2 separate regions of the Sus scrofa genome follow, and region 1 is linked to region 2. A link is a contact called in public Hi-C data. All regions are on one chromosome and are shown on one strand. The core of a region is the stretch at or near the end of the contact, and the rest is flanking DNA. Distances in the headings are between cores, read along the strand shown.

Evidence for each region. Hi-C and Micro-C count contacts between places; a contact is called where the count stands out from the background.
Region 1: a Hi-C map of liver shows a contact between it and region 2, with 7 times the contacts expected there. The contact joins the enhancer-like site here to the promoter of PUS1 in region 2. A contact is called at or near these places in 1 of 5 promoter capture datasets (liver), 6 of 47 Hi-C or Micro-C datasets (embryonic fibroblasts, epiblast stem cells, liver and 1 more) and 1 of 2 datasets of contacts at active chromatin or transcription factors (skeletal muscle).

Annotation. Positions count from the first base shown.
Region 1 is chr14:23,472,260-23,477,606 of Sscrofa11.1, reverse strand. No RefSeq gene overlaps it. Among named protein-coding and RNA genes, the nearest start is that of ULK1, 27 kb to the right of the region's middle. Within about 2 kb of position 1,971, at least 1 of the 83 cell types and tissues checked has an H3K27ac peak or open chromatin away from gene starts, as enhancers often do. A contact at or near this core is called in liver, where this site is marked.
Region 2 is chr14:23,416,612-23,422,073 of Sscrofa11.1, reverse strand. It overlaps PUS1 (tRNA pseudouridine synthase A, mitochondrial), which reads left to right and starts at 3,604. Exons shown (of 6, transcript XM_001928590.5): 1 at 3,604-3,693; 2 at 4,492-4,723. The coding sequence starts at 4,502.

The DNA of each region.
Region 1 (5,347 bases), core at 722-3,221, 57 kb before region 2:
ATGTTTGTTGAGTGGATAAACAAATGACAAATGCCACAGGTGGGCTCAGGGCCCATGCTGGCATCTGATCCAGGCCTGCTTTGCCCTGAGTGATCTCAGGAGTCCTCTCCACCTCCTGGCCCAGGAAACAGCCTTTGGGAGGTTGGTCATTCAGTTTGGATGAAGACCAGAACTGCTCTGGACGGACCTAGACAACCGGCCCCTAGGCCAGATCAGGGAGCAGGACTCAAACAAGTACTGTGCCCGGGTCCTCCCTCAGGCTGTGACTCCATCCTGGCGTCCATGGTGTCTGACTCTCTCTCCATCCCCATGTTGGTTTCAAAGGGGAGACATAAACACCTTGCAGTCAACTCTTGGGAGACGTGAGGATGTTGCAGCAGAGGCCACCAGGCTGCCATGCGGACGGCCACCCGGGGACCCTCAAAGCAGCACCAGGTGGCAAGAAGTAGAGTGAAACAGGGCCAGCCCAGTAAATAAGGGCCACCCAGCGGCCTCAAGTTCTCCTGGCCATTTGTTTCACGATAACACAGGCGATACAAAAAAAAAAAAAAAAAAAAAAAAAATGACCTAAGCAATATGGCTGCTTTCTGCTGAGCAGAAACCCAGCGGCACAACACGGAAAGTATTGACTGTGCCCACAGAGGATGTTGGCAGCCCCCAGAGATGGATGACACTGTGACCTTTACTCTCACACCCGTTTCACAATCGAGCACAGGAACCAGCAGGTAAATAAATATAAATATAAGACAGGTGCTCTGCGGAGCTGGGGATCCAGGTGGCTGCAGGTGGTAGGGAAAAGAGCAAGGAGAGGGAGTTCCTGCTGTGGCACAGCGGAAACGAATCTAACCAAGAACCAGGAGGTTGCAAGTTCGATCCCTGGCCTTGTTCAGTGGGTTAAGGATCTGGCGCTGCCATGAGCTGTGGTGTAGGTCACAGACACGGCTTGGATCCTGCATTGCTGTGGCTGTGGCATAGGCCAGTGGCTATAGCTCCGATTGGACTCCTAGTCTGGGAACCACAGTTGTGGCCCTAAAAAGCAAACAAACAAACAAACGAAAACAAACAAGCCAAAGAACGAGGAGAAGCGTGGTGACCAAGTGCTGGAGCCAGAAAGAATGGACCCCCCCAGGGGAGTTGTAGGGGGCAGCCAGGGCTGAGGGCTGTTCGGAGCAGTCCAGGCATCCTGGAAGGTGGAGCTCCCAGGTCACACCCTCATCTCTGTCCTGGCCGGGACAGGTGGCTGCCGGCCAGGTTTGCATCACCCCAGAAAGGCCCCGGCAGCTCCAGGCCACATCGGCGTGGACCCTGATGCAATCCTCTGCCATCATGCAGCCCGGCAGCCCTGCCGCACCTGGACTCTGCCTTTCCTGGGGGCCCACCCCCCAACTTCAGCTGCCAGCTTCCCCTTCCTCCCAGGCTCCATTCGGAAACACTCAAGTGATCACTGTGTGGTGCCCAGCAAGTCACTTCCTGTCTCTGAGCCTTCCTTTCCCACCTCCCAAATGGCCCTGAAATGTGAAAAGCCAGGCGGGTGGGCTTTGGGGTCACGGGTTCCCCAGCCAGGCCCCCTCACATCCAATCTTGTACTTCTTTTTTTTTCTTTTTGGTCTTTTTTTAGGGCTGGACCCACAGCATATGGAAGTTCACAGGCTAGAGCTTGAATCAAAGCTGCAGCTGCCGGCCTACACCACAGCCACAGCAATGCGGGATCAGAACCGCATCCATGACATACACCACAGCTCATGGAAATGCCAGATCGGTAACCCACTGAGAGAGGCTGGGGATCAAACCCGGGGACTCAAGGATACTATTTGGGTTCTTAACATGCTGAGCCAAAATAGGAACTCCCAATCTTCTACTTCTTGATGGTATGATTCTGACACATTGCGAAACTGCCTGTCTGTGAATGGGGGATAAATTCAGGATCAATGTTTAAACCGATTGGCTGGCTTAAACAAGCAACCACAGTTGGAGATGAGAAACTGGCCCAGGGCACAGGTGCCCTACTGGGATCTGCTGTGTTATGACCGTATTTCACTGAGTCCTCAGTGAACAGTTATTCACACGAAATCACGATGTGTCCTGGAGTTCCCTTGTGGCTCAGTGGGGTAAGGATCTGGTGTTGTCACTGCTATGGTGAATGTTCAGTCCTGGGCCTGGGAACTTCCACATGCCAAGGGCGTGGCCAAAAAAAAAGGATGTGTCCTAAAATGGATGGAACATTTTGTACAAAGTACAACCCGAAGCATTTTGTTCTTTCCAGTGGCATGAAAATTAATTGGGTTCTTTCCATCAAAGGCATTTAGATTTGATGGAGCACAGAGGTGTCTCTAAGCTCAACTGTGCAGGGTGTCATAAAAAAAGAGGCGGGGCTGGAGTTCCTGTTGTGGCTCAGAGGGTTAAGAATCCAATTAGTATCCATGAAGATTCAGGTTCGATCCCTGGCCTCACTCAGTGGGTTAAGAATCCGGCATTGCCATGAGCTGTGGTGTAAATCACAGATGAGGCTTGGATCTGGTGTGGCTGTGGCTGTGGTGTAGGCCAGCAGCCACAGCTCTGACTTGACCCCTAGCCTGGGAACTTCCATGTGCCACGGGTATAGCCCTGAAAAGGACAAAAATAAATGTACCTCTGACTGTCCTGAGGAAGGCGCTGCACAGATCAGTGGTGTCCCCAGGCCAGGTGGGCCTCCAGGTGGAAACAGGCAGCTGGGCTGGAGGGAAAAATCCAAATGTCTGTTTCTTTCTGAGCCCAGGTGTCTCCCAGAGCAATGAGATGCCAACTGGAGGGGTGGCGGCCACATGCCATTTTATTTATTGCTGTCTCCTCCTCGAAACTGCTGGATTGTTTCTGACAAATGTAGACAGCTTTCTTTTTTTAATTCTTTCTTTCTTTTTTTGGGGGGGGAGGTGGTTGGTTGGTTTTTTGTTTTGTTTTGTTTTGTTTTTTGCCTCCCTCAAGGCCTGTGGAAGCTCCCAGGCCAGGAATCAAACCTGTGCCACAGCAGCGACCCAAACCACAGCAGTGACAACTCAGAATCCTTAACCTACTGAGACACAGGAGAACTCCATCAGCTCCTACCTTGTTTAACAACCGTGTTATAAAATACACATAATGCAAAATTTGCCACCAGTGACACTGTACACACCTGGGACTGCATGGCCCCACCTGTCTCTTGTTCCAAATGTTGGTTTTTTGGGGATTTGCTTTTTTTTTTTTTTTTTTTTGGTCTTTTTAGGACCGCACCCGTGGCATTTGGAGGTTCCCAGGCTAGGGGTTGAATCTGAGCTACAGTTGCCAGCTCACACCACATCCATAGCAACACTGCATCCACACCATGTCTGCAACCTACACCGAACCTCACGGCAATGCCAGATCCTTAACCCACTGAGTGAGGCTAGGAATCAAACCCACATCCTCATGGAACTAGTCCAGTTCATTACCACTGAGCCATGGCAGGAACTCCATGGTTCCGATCATTGTTGACTCCCAGAGGAAGCTCAGTGCCCATAAGCTTCATTCCGCCCCCCACCCCCCACCCAATCCTGTCACCAGCCCTCAGCTAACACGAATCTAACTCAGGTCTCTGTGCATTTGCTTCTCATCTGGAGGGAAATTCTGTGGCTTTAATGTAACGTGTTTTCAAGGTTCATTCACATTGTGGCATGTGAATCAGAGCTTCATTCCTTTTGGCAGCTGAGTCATGTTCTCTCATGTGACTCTGGTTTTCCTCATTCACCCATCAGTGGACATCAAGATCACCTTTTGGCAATTGTGAATAACCCTACTGTGAACATGAATGTACGTTTTGGTAGTGCCCCAGTTTTAGTACTCTGGGGTTATATGTGTCCCAGAGGCTGCACCCAGGGAGGCGGCACTGACAGGGTCCGACCTCTAGGCTGGAACCAAGGAGTTCCAACCTCTCAGCCGCCCCGGAGAGTCCACTTGCTCCAAAGCATAAAAGGCGGATACAATTCCCTCCACTTTCGTTTTTCTTTTCTCTTTTTATTTTTGGTCTTTTGAGGGCCGCACCTGTGGCATATGGAGGTTCCCAGACTAGGGGTCAAATCAGAGCTGCAGCTGCCGTCCTACACCACAGCCACAGCAACGCCAGATCCGAACTGCACTGGGGACCTACACCACAGTTCATGGCAACATCAGATCCTTAACCCACTGAGCAAGGCCAGGGATCAAACTCTCATTTTTATGATCCTTATCCTTAGTTCGTTGCCACTGAGCCACAATGGGAACACCTTCTTCCACGTCCCATTGTCCTGCAGGATCTCCTGGCATGTCCATGAAGGCAGCTGGGTTTGAGACCTGCAGGCCAGTCTTGGTCGGGCGAGGGGAAGCTGTGTCCACAAAGGTCCACTAGGTGGGTCCTAGAGGGTAACACCTGTTCCAGGTGAGTCCGGACTTGCTCAGGTGTAGACTCTGCAGTGTGGCTGGACTGGACCCATCTCCTTGGGGTCACCAGCTGCTGCTGGTGGGTGAGGGGTGTGAGAGCCACCAGGAGCACAGAGCCTAGCAGACACCTGCAGGGACACAGATAAATTTATAAAAGCCATATATTAGGCACATCGATTTGGAGTCTGTACCAAAGTTCATCACTTATCAGCAAAGGAACCGGTAGGAGATACACGCTGCTCTTCTGAGAGGGTTTGGAGAATGTGGTCTAGGTATTTGGGAAGCTGGGATACAGATGCCTGTTTTATTTCTAAGATCGGACCCTCACCACTTTGTGGACAAAGAATGTCACCTGCCATTTCAGTAAACAAAGGACGTTGTGGTCATAAAACCATTCGACACTGTAGTGGCTCCTCTGGTGCACCCTGAGGGGGATTCGGGGCTGGAGAAAAACAGGATACTGGCACTAAATAGTTAGGATGCTTATCAAAAAACAAAAGCACAAAGACAAAGAAAGAAAAGAAGAAAGATGCTTATCAAAGGAATGTTTCCAATCAGTGCAGAATTCTTGTATCTTTACATACAAAGAAAGGCCCTAAAATCATTTATCTGTGGGTCTTGCAGTGGGTTAAGGATGTGACCACCTGAAGCAATAGGTCAAAGCTGCAGCTCAGGTTTGACCCCTGGCCTGGGAATTTCCATATGCCGTGGGTATGTCCAAAAAAGAAAAAAAATCACTAATTTGAGATTTTTGTGATTAGCAGTAATCTTTTTTTTATTTTTGATACCACCTTTGGCATATATAAATTCCCAGACCAAACCCAAGCTGCAGCTGCAACCTACACCACAGCTGGGACAACGCCAGATTCTTTTATCCACTGCGCCTGGCTGGTTGGGGATCGAACCCGCACCTCCACAGCAATCAGAGCCCATGCAGTCA
Region 2 (5,462 bases), core at 2,355-4,854:
ATTTACAGAGTTGTTTTACTGCCCTGAAACTCCTCTGTGCTCTGTGTCCAATCCCTCGACTTCAACCCCTGTCCCTTTACTGTCTCCAAAATTTCACCTCTTCCAAGAGGTCATGGAGTTGGCACCCTATGGTGTGTGGCCTTTTCAGATTGTCTGCTTCCACATCTTCATGGCTTGATGGTCTGTTTTTTTGTTTTTGTTTTTGTTTTTTTTGTCTTTTTGCTATTTCTTTGGGCCACTCTCGCAGAATATGGAGGTTCCCAGGCTAGGGGTTGAATCGGAGCTGTAGCCACTGGCCTACGCCAGAGCCACAGCAACGCGGGATCCGAGCCGTGTCTGCAGCCTACACCACAGCTCACGGCAACGCCGGATCGTTAACCCACTGAGCAAGGGCAGGGACCGAACCCGCAACCTCATAGTTCTTAGTCGGATTCGTTAACCACTACGCCACGACGGGAACTCCTGTTTTTGGTTTTTTTTTTTTTTTTTTTTTTCAGTCCTGAATGATGCTTCTGTTTGCATGTACCTAAGTTTATCCATTCATCTACTGAAGGATGTCTTCTTGCATCCAGGTTTTGGTATTTTTGAGTAAAGCTGCCATAAATACCCCTATGCCAGGGGGCCCAGGAGGGCTGGCTGGGCCTGGGGGTGCAGTGAGCACCTGGGGGTTTCAGGTGGCTCCCACCTGTCTTTCTGGGAACCTTGTCTCCTGCGCGCTGCCAGCAAGCCCACGCTCACAGGATGGGGTGGGGTGGAGGGCGGTCCGAGACCCAGCTCTAGTGCCTGTCCCACTTCAAACTGGGCACCTGTCCCAACCTCACAGGGCTCAGTTTACCCTCTGTAGATCAGAGATGCAGGATCACCCACTGCCACAGCTGGTGGATCTAGAGAGGGAGCAGGCATGCTCAGCGCCTGCCACAGCTGGTGTGCTGGAAGCTGCCTCGGTGGTCTTTTCCTTTCATTCTCTCACCTGATGCAGGAATTCTAACCTTCCAGGATGCTTACCTTCCTGCCCGCCCCGCTCCTAACAGGACCTTGGAACCGGGTTCCCACCTCCATCCTCCCACCTGCTGGCCCGGGGCCTTGCTCCTGTGACTGACCACACCTGGCCTGGGTTTTTGCTCCAGCTCTGTGAACTTCCTGGTTCACCTGGCAGGGGAGAGACTGTCCTTTCCAGGGCACAACCCAAATCTCATCGAGTCCCAAAGGTTCTTCTTCACTGCTCTAATTCCTCTGCCATCTCCAGCAGTCAGAGGTGCCCAGGTGGTGCACTCACAAGGACCTGGGGTTCTGCGTCCAACTCTGTGGGCCAGAGCAGGGCCTGGGCATCCAGAGATTCAAGGGCTGAGGGCCAGGAAGGAGTGTCCCCTGACGAATCTCTATGGTTAAGGGGTAGGGGGTGCTCTCTGTGATGGTGGGGTGCCGTGTGTGAAGACGAGGTGACCCACTGCTTCCTAAGGCTGTTCAACCACCTGAATCCCCATATCACAGGCGACCTTGGCTTTTCCTCAATCCCAGAACCCTTCTGCAGAGGGATGAGCTGTCCTGGGGGGCTGTTTGGCCCAGGTGAGCTGTCCCTCCTACCTGCTTGAGCTCTTTTCCAACTAGGCCTGACTTGTGAGTTCAGAGAAGGCTGAGTAGAGTTTGGTCCAGGAGAGAATCTTTGTCAGCAACCACTGATCCACTTTCTTTCCTGTGGATTGCTTGTTCTGGACATTTCTTACACAATGGACCTATGAACAAGGCAGGGGTTGGGGGTGCAGACCCCCTATGCAGTTGAAAATCCACAAATAACATTAAAGTTACCTTTACCCATTCGTAATTATACAGCTGTAGACTCAACCATTGGCAGGTCCAGGTGTGCTGCGGTTCACATTCAGTGAAAACAATTCTTACATAGGATGGATCCACACATTCGAACCTGTGTTCAAGGGTCAACTGTAAACAGAATCATACACACTTGTGGCCTTGTACATCTGGCTTTTTTTACTGAATGTGTTTTCAAGGTTCACTTCTGGTCAAAGCATGTGTATTTCTGAGTCATTTATGTATATACATGTAGAGAAATATATTTTTCATTATGGTTTATTACAGGATACTGAATATAGTACCTGTGCTATACAGTAGGACTTTGTTTTTTCTGTTTGTTTGTTTGTTTTTTGCTTTTTCTAGGGCCACTCCTGTGGCATATGGAGGTTCCCAGGCTAGGGGTCTAATCGGAGCTGCGGCCACCGGCCTACACCAGAGACATAGCAACACAGGATCTGAGCCGAGTCTGCAACCTACACCACAGCTCACAGCAACGCCAGATCGTTAACCCACTGAGCAAGGCCAGGGATCGAACCCGCAACTTCATGGTTCCTAGTTGGATTCGTTAACCACTGTGCCACGATGGGAACTCCAACGTCTTTATACTGAGTCTTTTTTTTTCCTTTTAGGCCAACCCATGGCATATGGAAGTTCCTGGGCCCAGGATTGAATCTGAGCTGGAGCTGCCACCACAGCTTCAGCAACACCAGATCTTTAACTATGCCAATCTGGGGATGGAACTGGTGCCCCCACAGAGATAAGCCGGATCATTAAACCACTGTACCATAGCAGGAACTCTTGTACTGAGTCATTTTTTACATGGCATTTACTACTTTATAACACTGTTTTAGGAGTTCCTTTGTGGAGCAGTGGGTTAAGAATCTGGCATTGTCATTGCAGTGGCTTGCTTCTGTGGCGTGGGTTCTATCCCTGGCCCGGGGAACTTCCACATAGGTGTGGCCAAAAACAAATAAAAAAGCCGCACACTTTTACAGATTGGTTTGTCGTCATCTGTCCCCCCTCTGGAATGGAAACTTTCCTAGGGTAGGGGTTTTGCTCACTAGTCTATTCCTAATATCTGGAGGTGCTGGGAACATAGTAGGTGCTCAGTAAATATCTACTGGCCAGATAGCCATCTCAGGTCTGGGTCCCTTCAGTAGCACTTTCTTCCACCTTAACCCCCGCTCTGTGTCTCACTCTGCCTCCATACAGTGACACCTGTGGCACTTCCCAAACCCATTTGTCTTTCACCAGTTCCTGGGAGGTCCTCACTTCCAGGAGCCCAGCATGACTCACTCTCTTCCCTGGCGTTTCTGCACCTCTCTGTACCTCAGCTTCCTCACCTGTAAAATGGGAACAAGAGAAACTTACTCAAGGTTTCCTGGGGATTGAATAAGATAAAACGCCTCAAGCGACTACAACAGCATTTGGCACATAGCAAATGCTTTATTATGACGGGTTTGATACTAAAAGGTCTGGGAAGGCGCTGGTCTGCACGTGGTTGAAAGTATACCAGGGATGGTGCTGTGTGATTTCAGGCAAGGGGCTCAGCCTCTCTGTCCCTCGGTTCCTCTTCGATAACAAAGTGCTCGCTCCTTTAGGCGGGTTAAGGGAAGGAAAGAGCCAACGCGTGTAACACAGCGCCTATAAGTGTCCGCTGTTACGAAGGTTCGGTCGCTCTAAGACGGCGCAGCTCGGCGACCAGCCGGGCTTCTACGGCGAGGAAGGCCCGCCCCCCGAAAAGCCACGCCCCCAGCCACCAAGCTCCGCCCTAAGCCCCACCTCGCCCAGAAGGACTTTTGTCCACGTCCGGCCACCGTCCGGCCGTGTGCTCCATTTCCGCCTTCTCCCACGTGGTCCGGCTCGGGCTCAGTCCGCAGCGTCGTGAGTGGGGCTGGGTCGGGGCGCGCCCCACTGGTCCCAGCGTGGGTGCTTGGTGTCTCACCGACTCCTGGGGGGAAGCCGGCCGGGCGAGCGAGAGGACAAGGGGGACCAGGAGGGACTGGGAGGTCAGAGGTCAGCCTGGGGGTCAGGGGACGTCGGAGGTTATCCGCAGGCGGAACTGGAGTGTGAGAGGGTCCTGAAGGAGGTTGGAGCTCAGGAGGGGCGGAGCTGGAGCGTGAGGGGTCTTGGGGAGGTCAGAGTTCAGAGGGCGGGGCTGGAGCGGTGAGGTGGTCGGAGTTCTGCAGGGCCGGGCTGGTGTGTAGGGGCCGCGGGGAGGTCGGGGTTTAGAGGGCCCGGGCTGGTGCGCCCAGGGGGAGGTCAGGGGTCGGGCGCGTGCCCCCCCCGCCCCCCGCCACTCTCGGCCCTGCATGGGGCTCCCCAACCTGTGGGCGGCGGCCTGGGCCCTAAGGAGAGTCTGCGGACCGTGGACCCCGCGCCTTGGACCGCGCCTCCTCTGGTAATGACAGCGCACTTGTCCGTGACCCTGGTGTAGCACGCCCGACTGCATGCCCGGCCCAGCGCTAAAAGTCCTAATCGCGTATAGTGCTGTCATTGCTCCGTTTCTCGGACAGTGAAACCGAGGCCCAAGTTGGTGGTTGGGCAAAGTCTCCAGTTAGCGCCCAGCTGGGATTTGAATTCGGTGGTCAGCCTAGGGAGTTTACCAGACCATGCTGCCACCATTACTCCTTCCCTGTGCCCTTCCTTCTGTGTTGCTCACACCCGCCCCTGTCTTTTCAGTTTGCCCCCCATGGCGGGGAATGGGGAGGCCCCGGTGCCAGTGGGGACTGGGCAGGAACAGGACAAGAAGGCCCGGAGTGGCTGGCAGGGTGCTGCCAGGATCTGGGAGGAAACAGAACAGCAGGCAAAAAAGCTCAAGAGCAGCGAGGATGGGGAGCAGCGCAGGAAGCTGCCCAAGCGGAAGATTGTTCTGCTCATGGCCTATTCCGGGAAGGGCTACCATGGCATGCAGGTAAGGGTGTGCTGAGGGCCTGGGCAGCTCCAGCTTCTCTCACAGCTGCCCTGTGCTTCCAGCAGGAACCTCAGAGTCACGGTTATTCGCTGAGGCATCTCAGGAGGTGGGAGAAGGCAGAGTCTCATTCTTCACCTGCTTTTCAGAGTTATCATGTGGGTCCCACCAAGCAAGATTTATATTTGAATTGAAGCAGCTCTGAGCCCTGCTTTCTCCATGCATCTCTTGGATGCTTGCCAGGGGCATTCACTGGTCTCCCAAGGTGGTTAAGGGCCAAACCCTGCTGCTGACCAGTGGTGTGGCCTTGGGCAGGTGACTGGAGGCTCTGGGTGCCTTGTTTCCTCATCTTTCCTTTTTTTTTTTTTTTTAAGGCCTCACCCTCAGCATATGGAGATTCACAGGCTAGGGGTCCAATTGGAGCGACACCTGCTGGCCTACGTCAGAGCCACAGCAATGCCAGATCCAAGCCACGTCTGCGACCTACACCACAACTCATGGCAACGCCAGATCCTTAAGATCCTTAACTGGCTGAGTGAGGCCAGGGATTGAACCCACATCCTCATGGATCCTAGGTGGGTTCACTAACCGCTGAGCCACAGTGGGAACTCCCCCCCCTTTTTTTTCTTGGCAATGATGTGCAGTGGGATCTTAGTTACCAGACCAGAGATTGAACTTGGGCTGCAGCATTGAAAGTGCCAAGTCCTAACCACTAGACCACCAGGGAACTCCCTCATTTCCC